Regions from separate parts of the Mus musculus genome. Here regions 1, 2 and 3 are each linked to region 4. The links are chromatin contacts, called in public Hi-C and promoter capture Hi-C maps. All regions are on one chromosome and are shown on one strand. The core of a region is the stretch at or near the end of the contact, and the rest is flanking DNA. Distances in the headings are between cores, read along the strand shown. Region 1 holds the start of Mfsd1 (major facilitator superfamily domain containing 1). Region 2 holds the start of Lxn (latexin). Region 3 holds the start of Rsrc1 (arginine/serine-rich coiled-coil 1). Region 4 holds the start of Slc33a1 (solute carrier family 33 (acetyl-CoA transporter), member 1).

What was found. Promoter capture Hi-C pulls out the DNA fragments that hold promoters and counts their contacts. Hi-C and Micro-C count contacts between places; a contact is called where the count stands out from the background.
Region 1: a Hi-C map of regulatory T cells shows a contact between it and region 4, with 5 times the contacts expected there. The contact joins the promoter of Mfsd1 here to the promoter of Slc33a1 in region 4. A contact is called at or near these places in 1 of 39 promoter capture datasets (pre-B cells) and 2 of 484 Hi-C or Micro-C datasets (CD4 T cells and regulatory T cells).
Region 2: a contact with region 4 is called in a promoter capture Hi-C map of pre-B cells. The contact joins the promoter of Lxn here to the promoter of Slc33a1 in region 4. A contact is called at or near these places in 2 of 39 promoter capture datasets (hematopoietic stem and progenitor cells and pre-B cells).
Region 3: a contact with region 4 is called in a promoter capture Hi-C map of pre-B cells. The contact joins the promoter of Rsrc1 here to the promoter of Slc33a1 in region 4. A contact is called at or near these places in 2 of 39 promoter capture datasets (the HPC-7 cell line and pre-B cells) and 2 of 9 other capture datasets (embryonic stem cells and liver).

What each region holds. Positions count from the first base shown.
Region 1 is chr3:67,581,050-67,584,198 of GRCm38.p6, reverse strand. Mfsd1 (major facilitator superfamily domain containing 1) reads right to left here and starts at 1,431. Exons shown (of 16, transcript NM_025813.3): 1 at 1,222-1,431. The coding sequence starts at 1,381.
Region 2 is chr3:67,462,393-67,465,482 of GRCm38.p6, reverse strand. It overlaps Lxn (latexin), which reads left to right and starts at 1,576. Exons shown (of 6, transcript NM_016753.4): 1 at 1,576-1,897; 2 at 3,062-3,090. The coding sequence starts at 1,769. The region is part of intron 13 of Gfm1 (G elongation factor, mitochondrial 1); the gene reads right to left.
Region 3 is chr3:66,983,935-66,987,129 of GRCm38.p6, reverse strand. Rsrc1 (arginine/serine-rich coiled-coil 1) reads right to left here and starts at 1,468. Exons shown (of 10, transcript NM_025822.4): 1 at 1,324-1,468.
Region 4 is chr3:63,962,954-63,966,205 of GRCm38.p6, reverse strand. It overlaps Slc33a1 (solute carrier family 33 (acetyl-CoA transporter), member 1), which reads left to right and starts at 1,473. Exons shown (of 6, transcript NM_015728.5): 1 at 1,473-2,790. The coding sequence starts at 2,016. It also overlaps a transcript of Gmps not described here.

The DNA of each region.
Region 1 (3,149 bases), core at 182-2,681, 3.6 Mb before region 4:
TATAGATCCTGATCCTGCAAACAAACAAACAAAAACAAACAAAAATACCCAGGAGCAAATAACTGAGTGAAAACTGGGCTAGAAACAAGAACAACACAAGCGCCAGTCTAAGGGATCAAATGAAAACTGGCAATGTCTCCTGGGAGCGGGGAAAGCTGACAGGCTTGAAGAAGCCCCAAGGTAACACTGCCTGTTTCCCCGCTGACTCTGTAAATACACAAAGCTAGCGGTCCAAAGGTGGAGAAGGCAGCTAGCGACAGGGCGGCTCTAGTTTCTCAAACCCAAACTTTCAGCCCAATCTACCTACCAAAAATAAACTGTCAACTTGAGTAGGGACAATTTCTTCAAGTGTTTTGTCTATGCTTACTGGTTATTGATTCTAAACCTAGAAACTTCTCCTTCAGGATTTAACTGCTTATAAGAAATTCAATACCATGGTTGGTTGGTTGGTTGGTTGAGACAAGATCTCACTTTGTAGCCCTGGCTGGCCTCTCTAGCGCACAGACATGTCCCTGTCTTCCAGTACTGAGATTAAAGGGCGCCACCACTATCAGCTCAATACGTTTTAAAGCAAATGAGTACCATCTTCTCAAAAATAAAGAAACCGAAGCCCAAAGTATCTTTTATAAACCAGGTGCATGTATTTCTGAATCTGATCCCCCTGAAACACTCTTTCAAGCCAAGCCAGTTGTTACGAATCCGAACAGTTTCAATGTAAACTAAAAACTGTAACACGGGAGGGAAGGGTGTCTTTAAAAGTAGCTAATGAAAGTGTTTTGCGCCAGATCAGATTTCATAAGTGAAACCAACTTAACAAGTGTGGTCCTGCAAGGCTGTCTCACAGAGGAAAGGTAAGAAAAGACTCCTACTAAGGTGTACTTAGCAGTGAACACTATCCAAAGCGGATCCGAGCTCTAAAAGAATACAAAGGAAAGCACTGGGGAATGGGAGGGGTCGCCTGGGGAGGGAGGAAGAGGGACTTAGTCACGCTCTGAAATTCCCCCAGCAACGTTCTGAAACTCTCGGGAGCACAGCTCTCCGGGAGAAAGATCTGAGTTTCCTTCTCATCTGCGTCCCCAGGGAGGAGCTGCTGAACACCGGGGCTTGGAGGAACAAACGTCACCTCGCTCCAGACACTTGGAAAAAGCGGGCTCCCGAGCCCAGGCAGCAGCGCGAACCCTGGAATCCCTCTATCATCTGCCCCAGCCGAGCCCCGCTCACCGAAGCCAAGGAAGCACATGAGCGACAGCACCACGAGCCGGTGCGCCAGGCGGCTGGGGTCGCAGAGCGCGGACAGAGCGCGAGGGGCGCCATGGACTGCGCTGTCCGCCTCGCGGCGGCCCCCAAGCAGCGCCCGATCTTCCCCATCCTCGTCCTCCATCAGCTTGCAGCCTGGAACGGAGCAGGAAGCAAAGGCAGGGCGGCAGCGGCAGCGGCAGCACTCACGTGATCACGTGTGTTCACGTGACTTGCTCGGGCCACGCCTCTCCGTGCTCACGTGAACGGTTGCTCACGTGGTGGCCGGGCTCCCGTGCTGCCTTTCTGTTCTGCCGATGGGGTATAGATCCGGTCGGGAGTGGGAGTGAGCGACCGGGTTCTCATTAACATCTGATTTAAAACCAGTAGGAAGTGGTGGTGCAGAAGTCGTGGTGGAAGGCTTGACCTGAACCCAGCTCAGTCCTCCCTCCCTCACTTCGCCAACTCTTCATGAAGAGTTGTTAAGTTGACCTGACGGAACAGCATATGATGTACCTGACACTTATGTACTAGAAAAGAGGACAAATTCTCTCACCTCTGAATATGGGTGAGAGAATTTCCTTAGGTGGACAGAAACTAATCATGTGGGTGGATGGATGGTGACTGCAGCTGAAAGAGTTATTGAATTCCTCTGGGTTTTATACGTTTATAATTACACGTTTATACTGATCTTGGAGTAAGAGGAAAGTCGAGTAAAGTAGAAACACGAACATCCTAAATGAGGAGCCATTCAGAGATGTCCAGCAGAGTATAGAGACCACTAGGTTTGTTTTGAGAAGTTTGATTTGGCAGCGCAGCCTTCTACCCCACATTTCTAGGTTTGCCGAGTCTTTGCAGTAGAATTTTGAGTGTAGCAAGGCTAGGTGCTAAATAGCTGTAAAGCGTGCCGCAGAAGTGAAAGTGAGAGGCTCAAAGCTGGAGCTATCGCACCAAGGAGAGATCCAGTGACTAAATGAGGACTTGCTTAAACAATAGCACCTGGGATTTGAAAAAGGAGGAGGACTTTTGAGTGTTTTCTAGACTCCTAGCTTGGGCCCTCCAAAGAGATCCAAATATGGGGGATGGGGAAGCAGAGGGACTGTGTCAGAGAGATACCGTTTGGAATGTTTATGCATAGCCTGCTGTCTACCTTGCATTCCCCTGACTAACACTGTGCAGTTGCCAGCACAGTGGTCATACCCCACCTTGGGCTTAATCTTTCACTCAGCATCAGCTGTACTACAATGAAGGGCCTAGACCATCAGTTTACATTCCTTGGCTTTGTCCACAGTATAGATTACTGTCTTGTGCTGGCTAGTTTTATGTCAACTTGACACAAGCTGAAGTCATCTGAGAGGAGGGAGCCTCAGTTGAGAAAATGCCTCCATGGAATGAACCTGTAGGCAAGGCTGTAGGACATTTTCTTAATTAATGACTGTTGGGGAGGGCCCAGCTACCCTTGGGTTGATAGTCTGAGGTTCTATGAGAAAGCAGGCTGAACAAGTCATGAGGAGCAAGCCAGTAAGCAGCACTGTTCCATGGCCTCTACATCAGCTCCTGCCTCCAGCAGAAGGTTCTGTTTGAGTTCCTGTCCTGACTTCCTTCAGGGAGAGACTATGATGTGGAAGTATAAGCCAAATTAATCCTTTCCTCCTTAACTTGCTTTGGTCATAGTGTTTCATTAAAGCAATAGAAACCCTAACTAAGACAAGTCTAATGGCTAAGTCAAAAATACAGGTAAGAGGCTGGCTGCCAGTATCTCTAATCCACTTTTTGGCTTTTTGGGTTTTGTTTGTTTGTTTGTTTCGTTTGTTTGTTTATTTTGTTTTGTTTTTGCCTTTAGAAATCTAAGTAAAAATGGCTATGATAGTATAGACAGTTTGTACTTCTTGTTGAAGGAGGTTGGACTTCTT
Region 2 (3,090 bases), core at 327-2,826, 3.5 Mb before region 4:
TACTGTAATATAATACCAGTAGTATAAAGTATATAATCCTGGGGACTCATAATAACTTATTACCTTGAAGACAATCTACATATTACTCAAGTCTGAAGATAATGGACTGAATATCAACCACTGGTGAGATTGTAGTAGGTAACCAAGACCCAAGTGGGACTGAACAGACAACTCAGTGGTTGAAAACACTTTCTGCTCTTGCAGACTGGGATTTGATTCCCTGCAACATGGTGGCTCACAGTCATCTCTAACTCCAGTCCCATGGAATTTGACACCTTTTACTGACACCTCCTTGGGCAATAGGGACACACACACACACACACACACACACACACACATCATGCAGGCAAAAACTCTAAGAAAGACATTTTAAAAGAAGGCACAAGGCTAGGAATGATATTCTTGCAATTCAGTTTATTTAATGTTTAAATGAAAAAGTTTCCCTTTTAAGTAATAATTACAATTTTAAGAAACCTCAAGTGCCATCATGCCAGTCTATACTAATTATTAAATACAGAATCTTTGACTATTCGTTAGACTTTAAAATGCTCACTTTGGAAGCCCATACTCACACACACACTCTCTCCTAAAGGGGTTGGCTTACAGCTAAAAAGACAAACATTTCCAATATCAAGAGAAAAAAAAAAAGTTAGACTTGTTATCCCCTAGCTGCTTCATTGCTGTTGGCTAACATAACTAGAAAAGATGGGGAATGAACGAACTGAGTTGGTTGGTATTTAATAATCCACTGGGCCCAAAGAAAGTCCTCAGTTATAGGAAAGCTCCATTAGCACACGAGGAAAGCAACACGTGTCCCACAGGGCACCTTCCCCTTCTCTGCAGAGTGGCTGCAACATAGACAGTCTACCCAGAAAGCCTCCAACCATCTACCTTTTAAGAGAAATAGAGATGGGGCTGGAGAGTTGGCTCGGCAGCTGAGGCAGAGGACTTGAGTTTGGTCCCCAGCACCCATACTGTGTGGCACACAACTCCAGCTCCCGGGTAATCTGATGTGCCTGCACACACGTGTGCACATACACATAAAAAGTCATTAAAATAGGATTTCAAGAAAGATGGGAGTGGTGGTTCACGCTCATTAAGCTTTATATTTCTAAGATCACTAAGGTCTTATGAATGGGGAAGTATTTCCTCTGATCCTGACCAGTCTCCCAACGTTTTAAAATGGCTTTTCTGCTTTCCCACTCTGGATCTGCCTCTAAAGGAACCTGGCTGAGCAAGAGTCTCACAAAGGGAAGGGTAAGGGCTGAATTACACTTGGAGCACTTTGCCCCCTGCCCCGTGACAGCCCGTTTGAAAAAGGAGAGGTGTACTCTAATCTGTACGTGAAACAGCCAGCGATTCCTCATCCGGCAGCTGAAGCCCTCAGAAGGACCCATCGAGGCAAGGCCAGAAAGCCCTTCCCCTTCCTCCAGGTTCTCCCTCCCGCTCCACACCTGCCCAGACCCGCGGGAGCCGGAGGGAATGCCCGAGCTTTTCTCCCGGAGGTGCCCGCCTACCCCAGGGCGGGGCCGAGGCTCCCGGCAGAGCCACTGCCCGAACGGTTTCCTGAGTGAAGGAGGAAGAGGGAAGGAAGGCGCTGAGGAGCGAGCAAGCGCGCACGCCCAGCCCAGCTACCGACTGACTTCACCACCTCACCGACACCCACTTGGACACCCACTCGGCTGGCCAGCACTCCACACTGACGGGACCCTGGCTGCACCCGCCGTGATCTCTTTGAACTAGGATAGCCCGCGCTGTCTCCCCCAAGATGGAAATCCCACCCACCCACTATGCTGCGTCCAGGGCCGCCTCGGTGGCGGAGAACTGCATTAACTACCAGCAGGGGACTCCCCACAAGCTGTTCCTGGTGCAGACGGTCCAGCAGGCCAGCAAGGAGGTGAGTCTGCGAGGAGAAGCCCTGCGATCGGCTCCCCCTACTGCCCCCACCCCATCCCGGCCGCGGGACCCTGCTCTGCCTCTGAATAGCATTGCTATGAGCTCCCCTATATGGGACTCATCCCAGAACTGTTTGCTTTCACGGTAAAGCAGAGGACCTATGCAGCCAGATTTTGTGCATATTAGTTTAAGGGATTGGGAAATACACGGGGTTAATCTCACCCTTTCCTGTGGAGAGAAGAGGTCTAGGGAAGACAGCATTCTAAACAATCTGGAAGCTGTTATAGTTTCTCCATCTGCCGCTAGCTAGCCTTGGCCAACAAAAGCTCATGGCCTCCAAACGACTCCATAAACTTTTAAGAGTAACTCTTAAGCCCTTTGCCCAAAACGACGGGAAAACGCAAGAAATTCGCCCCGAGGAAAAAACAAAGGCAGTGTGGGCTGCTCGGGCTCCAGCCGCCCACATCCTGCCTGACATGCAGCCTTGCCTCTGCTGAAGCCGGCTAGGCTAAAGGGCCTCACCTACCTAGCGAGTGTCCCTATTTTTTTTTTCTTACAGCTCAAGATTTTTTTGGCTGACAAAGAAATGATTTTTATTTTCGAAACTGTACTAGATAATATAAATTAGTTACACACTTCAAAACTGGCTTTCATTTAAAAGGGGGATATCTAAATGATCTATTCATAAGGTCTTTTGAAGTGGTGTTTGACAGGACAGTATCAACAGCACTTACACACACTGTCTCTGAGCACTTGGCACTCATCCACCACACGTCGTTTACTCACTGAACACTCTGGTACCCCCGGCTTTAAGACAAACCCTTCCAAAGATGTGCCTACTGCCACTGCATCTGTGTCCTCTGTACGTTTCCACCCGCTTCCTAGACCTACCTAAATAAACTTGCTAGATACTGCCAAGTCCATGCTAGACACCCGATGACCGCCTTCCTGAGCAGCCGGGCTTGGGAAGCGATGAAGGATGGTAAGATGTACAGTCATGAGGAACGTCAGAACAAGACCCCTGGGATGTTTTAAAAGACGCAAAACTTTAGTGTATTTCTTCCCACCAGCCACCCTCCCAGTCACGTAATAAGAATGTCCTAACTAAAAAGATGTGATATATTACAGTATTCTTTTCTCCACTATATTTTTTTCTTAATTTTAGGATATCCCAGGAAGAGGGCACAAGTACCA
Region 3 (3,195 bases), core at 219-2,718, 3.0 Mb before region 4:
ACAAAAAACAGAATGTATCGTATACAAATAACATTATTTTCAATTAGAAAAAAAACTACTGTTGCAACAACGTTCTGTAGATTATTTAGTGTCTCTTTTTAAACTAACAAATCACAGGACTTCCTTCCCATATTCTGGGAGTGAAACCAGAAGAAAGTTATCTGTAAATGCACTACAACAACCCTATGACAACCAATTCACATCACAACTCTCCACGCTGAATATGTAGAGACTGGGTCATCGAGGCCAATTAACAGACAAGTGCCAGCTGCCTTTGTCTTTTTCAGCTTCAGACATTTTTAGCCTTCTTATTGAACATACAGTCATAAAGTGCTACCACTTAGCAAGAAATCTCCTTTGTCTGCAAAGAAAGTGAATATTCATAAACTCTAAGACTGGAGAAGCTCTCAAAGGAGAGCTGCTTTCCCCACATGGTTGTACCTGTCACATCTGCTCCACTCCTTAAAACCTGAAAACTCTACGTAGCTACTTCACTGGGAGCTTTTACATCTAAGTTCAAAGATGACAACTCGAATACCTTCATATGCCAGCACATGATGTGTGAATTTATTTAACAACCTAGTACTTAGTAGGGACAAAACTGGGCTGCTGGCAAATCTAGAGCTTTCCCCCCCCCCTCAATAAACATTTTAAATACAACTCAGAAATTACATTAATAATAACCTAAAATCGAGGGCAGACAACATCCATTGTAACTCCTGAGAAAGGTGAATGAGTTCAGGAGTTAACTATCTGGTCACATGACCAAAAGTCTAGAAGGTAAATTCACAGACTGTTTAAAGTGATGTGTGTATATGTCAAGACAGGAAGGGTCTGTCTAACCATGTATTCTCTCTCCAGCCAACAAGCATCCGATAGACAGGAGAAGGGGTGGGGATTCCGTGCACACTTAGCCACAGCCTCCCCCTCGCTCCGACTACCTGGAGGAGGTGAGAGTGAACCTGGCTAAAAAGGAAGGACAACTGGGAATCCGAGGAACGGCGATCGAGGACCCGCGGGACCCGCGGACTGGGGGCTACCTCTCCACATCAACTCCACACTGTAGGCCAAGCCTGGGGCCTGCGGCCGCTCGCCACCCGCGACCACTCCGGCGACCCCCTCGCCCAGAGCCAGCAGGCTGGGACCCTGCAAGGTGCGGGGCGCATGCGCACGGCTACAAACCGCACGCCGCGGGCCCAGGCCCAACCCTCGGCGAGCTCCTGGCCACAGACTGCGCCAGGCCCCACGCCGCCTCCCGCAGAGCTGGGCCTCGCTACGCCTCCTTCGCGGGCGCCGCCCCCAAGCTCTGGACGCCGGCATCACCTGGCTCGACCTTCGGGTTCGCACCTCCCGACGTGGGGACCTGGAACCCCCTCTTCTAACCACGGCGCCACCGGCGTCCTCAGAACTTGCTTCAATTTAAGCTCAGCGCCTTCCTGGTTCCAGCACCAGGCAGCTTCAGCCGAGCTGTCGAGTGCGTCGATGCAGGCTGCTGGACCATTAGGAATGCCGAGCGAGTGGATTGTCATGCCGCCAATTTTTTGTTTAATGTTTGTTTTGCGTGTTTGCATAATTGGATTTTCTTATTCTCCAAAAGCAATAAAGGTGGTACTATGGGATGTTACTGCCTTAGTATTCGCCGTTATCGTCACAGATAATCAGCAAACATCTACATCGTAAGAAGTTATGTTTAAGACATCCGCGTAGAGCAAAATTGGTTAGTTCCTGTTGAGCGAGGTGGAAATTCGCCCAACAATAATAAATCATGGGAGTGTGTCTGCATAGAGTCGTGTGTGATTAAACTGTAATGATTTATTTGCAAAAAAATACATTAAAATCGGTGGGTTTTTTTTTTTTTTCCTGCCATGAAGGTGAAGGCATTCACGGATTGGAAGCAATTAGTTTCTCCTATTAAAGAAACTGTTAGATAGGAGGAAGAAATCTGCCCGATAGGAGAAGGTTCCTCTAGAAGAGAAAGTAAATGGGTAGATTTATAAGAAAGAAAGAAAGAAAGAAAGAAAGAAAGAAAGAAGCTTCTATTACCGAAATTAAAGAAACGTGGCATTTTCTGTAATATACAATATTTTCCTTGTATGACTTTTCTTTCATGATTTAGTATAAGGAAACAAAAATGAGGAGATATATAAAATATTAACTTGGATTCAGGCCTACTGTTAGCTAGATACTAAGGTTCAGATTTCCACAGAGATTTGAGATGGAACTCACTTCCAGTATAGGTTTATTCCTGGAAAGTAACTGGACCTTAACTAGCCAGTTTTGAGGGACTCTTTTAAAACAAAACCACAACACTACATGTTTGTTTTAAATAATTCAAAAACTGGGGGAACTCTTGGGGGGGGGGGGTCCTGATTATTTTTGTATCTGTCCATAGGCTGTCTCCTGAGTTTTAAAGTCAATGTTCCTTTCAAAACTTTGACAAAGTAAAATAAAATAAAATAAAATAAAATAAAGGCTTTGAAATGTCTTTTCTCAGGAAAATATTTGCTGTTTGGTGAAACATCATACTTCATAGCTTTTATTAATACAATTTCCAAACTTTTAATTTCTTAAAACTGAAACTTCCTAAAAGAGGGACTATTGGGGATGGCGAGGAAGGGAATGGGGGGGGGGATATAAGAGGCTAACAGAAGAGGTGTATGTTTCCATATGTGAAAAGTTCATAAAGAAAACCATACAATTATATGCTAATAAAAATTTTAAATTAAACTTCCTTTACACAAATGGGAGTCAGACACTGGAGATTTATCATTGCTTCATCTACCACCCCTATAGTTAGAATGAGTCAAGAAGATGAAATAATAGAGAAATCTATTGGTTCAAATTACAGGATAGTCATGCCTGATCTTTCTCTGGTTACCTTTAAAGTGGTCATCCTTCTAGTACAGAAGATGGCATAAGCGTTTGTATTTAAGTCCTGTGGTTAAAAGGATGAAGAAGCGTCTGGGGGTCTCCTGATCTCTTACCAGGCTTCTAGCAGGGGCTATTTGGGAGGTGTTTACGAATATGTATTTCGTCATAGAGGTTGAAAGCTACTGAAACACCATGTCAACTTAGTGGATCCCATTACTAAATGATCTTTTTTAAACAGTTTCACAAAAGAGTAAAATTCTGTGATTATTCTCCGGAATTACAGTGTTACAGATAGCAGACCGATGCTCAATGTGACATTGCTCC
Region 4 (3,252 bases), core at 224-2,723:
AAAAAAAAAAAAAAAAAAAAAAAAAGAAAAGAAAAGAAAAGAAAAGAAAATCAGAAACAAAAAGGAGAGATAGTCCATCCCTTAATCTCAGCGTTCAGGAGTAAGAGGCAGGTGGATCTCTGTAAGATCAAGTCCAGCCCGGTCTACAGAGTGAGTTTCATGCCAGTAAGGACCATACAGTAAGATCCTGTTGAAAAAAATAGAGACTTTTGGTCTCACATAGATAACACTATAAACTGTTTTCCACTCCAATTTTTGAGACAGAGACTTGCTATATATCCATGGATGGCCAGGAACTCGTTTTATAGACTAGTCTGGATTACAAGCATGCACCACCACAACCAACTCTGTTCCTCTCTTTAACAAAGATTAGAAGACTTCATGGTCACTGTGTTCTTTCATTGAAGTATATCAGACTAGGTGTGGTGGCTCATGTATAGAATCCTAGGACTCTAGAAGTTAAGGCAGGAGTATGGCCATAAGTTTGAGACCAGCCTGGGTACATATGCTAGCTTATGTAACCCAGGACTCAGTATCAATACAATGAAAATGAAAGACGAATAATAATAATAATAATAATAATAATAATAAGCAAAGTCTCACATTTCTATGACCATACAAGAGCTGGAGAGAAGGGGGAGGAGAGGAAAAGGAAGGACCCAGGGAGAAATGAGAAGAGAACATGGGAAATTAGCTAAGTGGTTAATAAGCTGTAGAAATCAGAAAAGTGGGAAGGCAGCAAATCCACAAGGGAATTTATGGTTTGTTTTTGTTTTTAATGAAGAAAGCATGTACTATTACACTTGAAATGGCATTTGAAAAACTGGCCAATTATGAATCCAATAAAATTCTTGGAAAACTTATTTCTTTGTTATCACTGAAATACTAAATCTAGTATCTCAACATTTCAAGCTCTAAGAGCTTCCAACGATTCACCAAAACTCGAAGAAGTGCGTCGTTATGCACTTAAAATGCATAACCATGGATGACATGAAAGGAGAAAGGTGGTTTCGAGACGTTTCCATTGGCAAAAAAATAAGATGCAGCAGACTGAAATTTACCTCCTTCACTCTGTGTATCTAGCGTTCCCCTACATTTCTTCCTTGACATTGGGGGAAATGGACAGCCTTATTCGTTCTGTGTATTAGGTAGGAGTGTTTCCATTTAGTCGGGCATAAAGGACCCACAACCTGACACCAAAGCTTAGTAACTGCAGGTTCACAAAGCAGCATTATTACCCAACTACAAGCCTGGAAGTTATGTACTGAATTAAATAAGTACAAACTCGCCTACAGACCTTGTGCAATGTTATCACCAAGGCCTAGGCCAATCCAGAAAACCCGCGCTCACGTGGCGACGAGGGCCCAATGGCCGAGGCACACGAGTTCCATGCAAGCGCATGCGCAAACGGAACCGGGTTTGTTAAGACGTTCCGTCCTGGACGCTCGGTACGCTGGCGTTATTCCTCCCTCGGGGTTAGAATCGAGGGAATTAATGGTTCCTAGCAAACGTTGCTCGCGGTCGCCGCCACCGGAACTTGTTCTGATTCGCTGGCTCCGTCGGGAGGCACGGAACCCATTTTGGCAGGGAACCACTTCCCGAAGCGCGAGGCAGGAAGTTATCCTTTACCTCTGGTGTCTACTGAGGAGGGTGCCCGCTGCAGTGTCAGCTGGTGGACGGGCAAGAGAGCGTTCGAGTCCCCGCTGCAGTTAAGAGCCAGACTCCGTCGCAGCGCCACGGCACGCTCCGCCAGCCTCAAGCCGGGTGCGGCTGCACGGGGAGCTCTTGCCGGCTCCCTGAAGTCGCTCCTGTGGGCAGCGACCCAGGCTTCGCCTGGGCCACCTGCCAGGGATCTGGCTCCCTGCTGCAAAACAGCGACCAGTCTCTCCGCGTCCGCCCTCCCGGCGTTGAACCACCGTGACCCGGGTCCAGAGAGACTGCCTTGGACCTGGGACTAGACTGATCAAAACGCCAGCCTCAGGCCCCCACACACCGGGCTCTGCGTCGTCTCTGATATGTCACCGACCATCTCCCACAAGGACAGCAGTCGGCAGCGGCGGTCAGGCATGTTTAGCCACGCTCTGGATATGAAGAGTGGCCCGCTGCCACCGGGCGGCTGGGATGACAGTCGCCGAGACTCGGTGGGCGGGGAGGGGGACCGGGAAGTTCTTCTAGGTGATGCCGGCCCTGGTGACTTACCTAAAGCCCCGCGGAGCTATAGATCCGAACTAAGTAGCATTTTGTTACTACTCTTTCTTTACGTGCTTCAGGGCATTCCCTTAGGCCTGGCGGGGAGCATCCCCCTCATTTTGCAAAGCAAAAATGTTAGCTATACAGATCAGGCTTTCTTCAGTTTTGTCTTCTGGCCATTCAGTCTTAAGTTGCTCTGGGCTCCCTTGGTTGATGCCGTCTACTTTAAGAACTTTGGTCGTCGCAAGTCCTGGCTTGTCCCTACTCAGTATACACTAGGAATCTTCATGATATATTTATCCACTCAAGTGGACCGTTTGCTCGGAAATATTGATGGCAGAACACCGGATGTAGTTGCTCTCACTGTGACATTCTTCTTGTTTGAATTCCTGGCTGCCACACAGGACATCGCTGTGGATGGTTGGGCATTAACTATGTTATCCCGGGAAAACGTGGGCTATGCTTCGACATGCAATTCTGTGGGCCAAACAGCTGGCTACTTTTTGGGCAATGTTTTATTTTTGGCTCTTGAATCTGCTGACTTTTGTAACAAATACTTGCGGTTTCAGCCTCAACCCAGGGGAATCGTTACCCTTTCAGGTAGTGTACTTAAAACTATTATACTGTTAGGTTTATTTTATGCTTATGAATGCTTTTGATGAAACATCAGATGGGAGCTCTCATTTGTTTGCATACATTTTTTACTTTTAATGATGCACAAGATATTTTACTTCATTTCCCTTTCAAATTAACACAATATTGGATTCCATTATGAGATTTTCATACTTTGCTCACAATCACTTCCATAACACAGCCTTGTTCTCTACATCTACCTCCTAGTCGTCTTCCTTTAAACAGTTCACACACACATTTTTCTTTTCCTTCCAGATTCTTTCTAGAAGAGAAACCATTTGATGTTTGTCCTTCTGCTTGCTTTTGAATTTTTTCTGAATTCTGTTTACAGGATTTTTAAAAGGCTCTATATATCCAGCTTGAGACACAGTCCTGCTTCACCCTCCCGAGTGCTAATATTACAAGCATGTGCCACTACAGCTGGCTTTT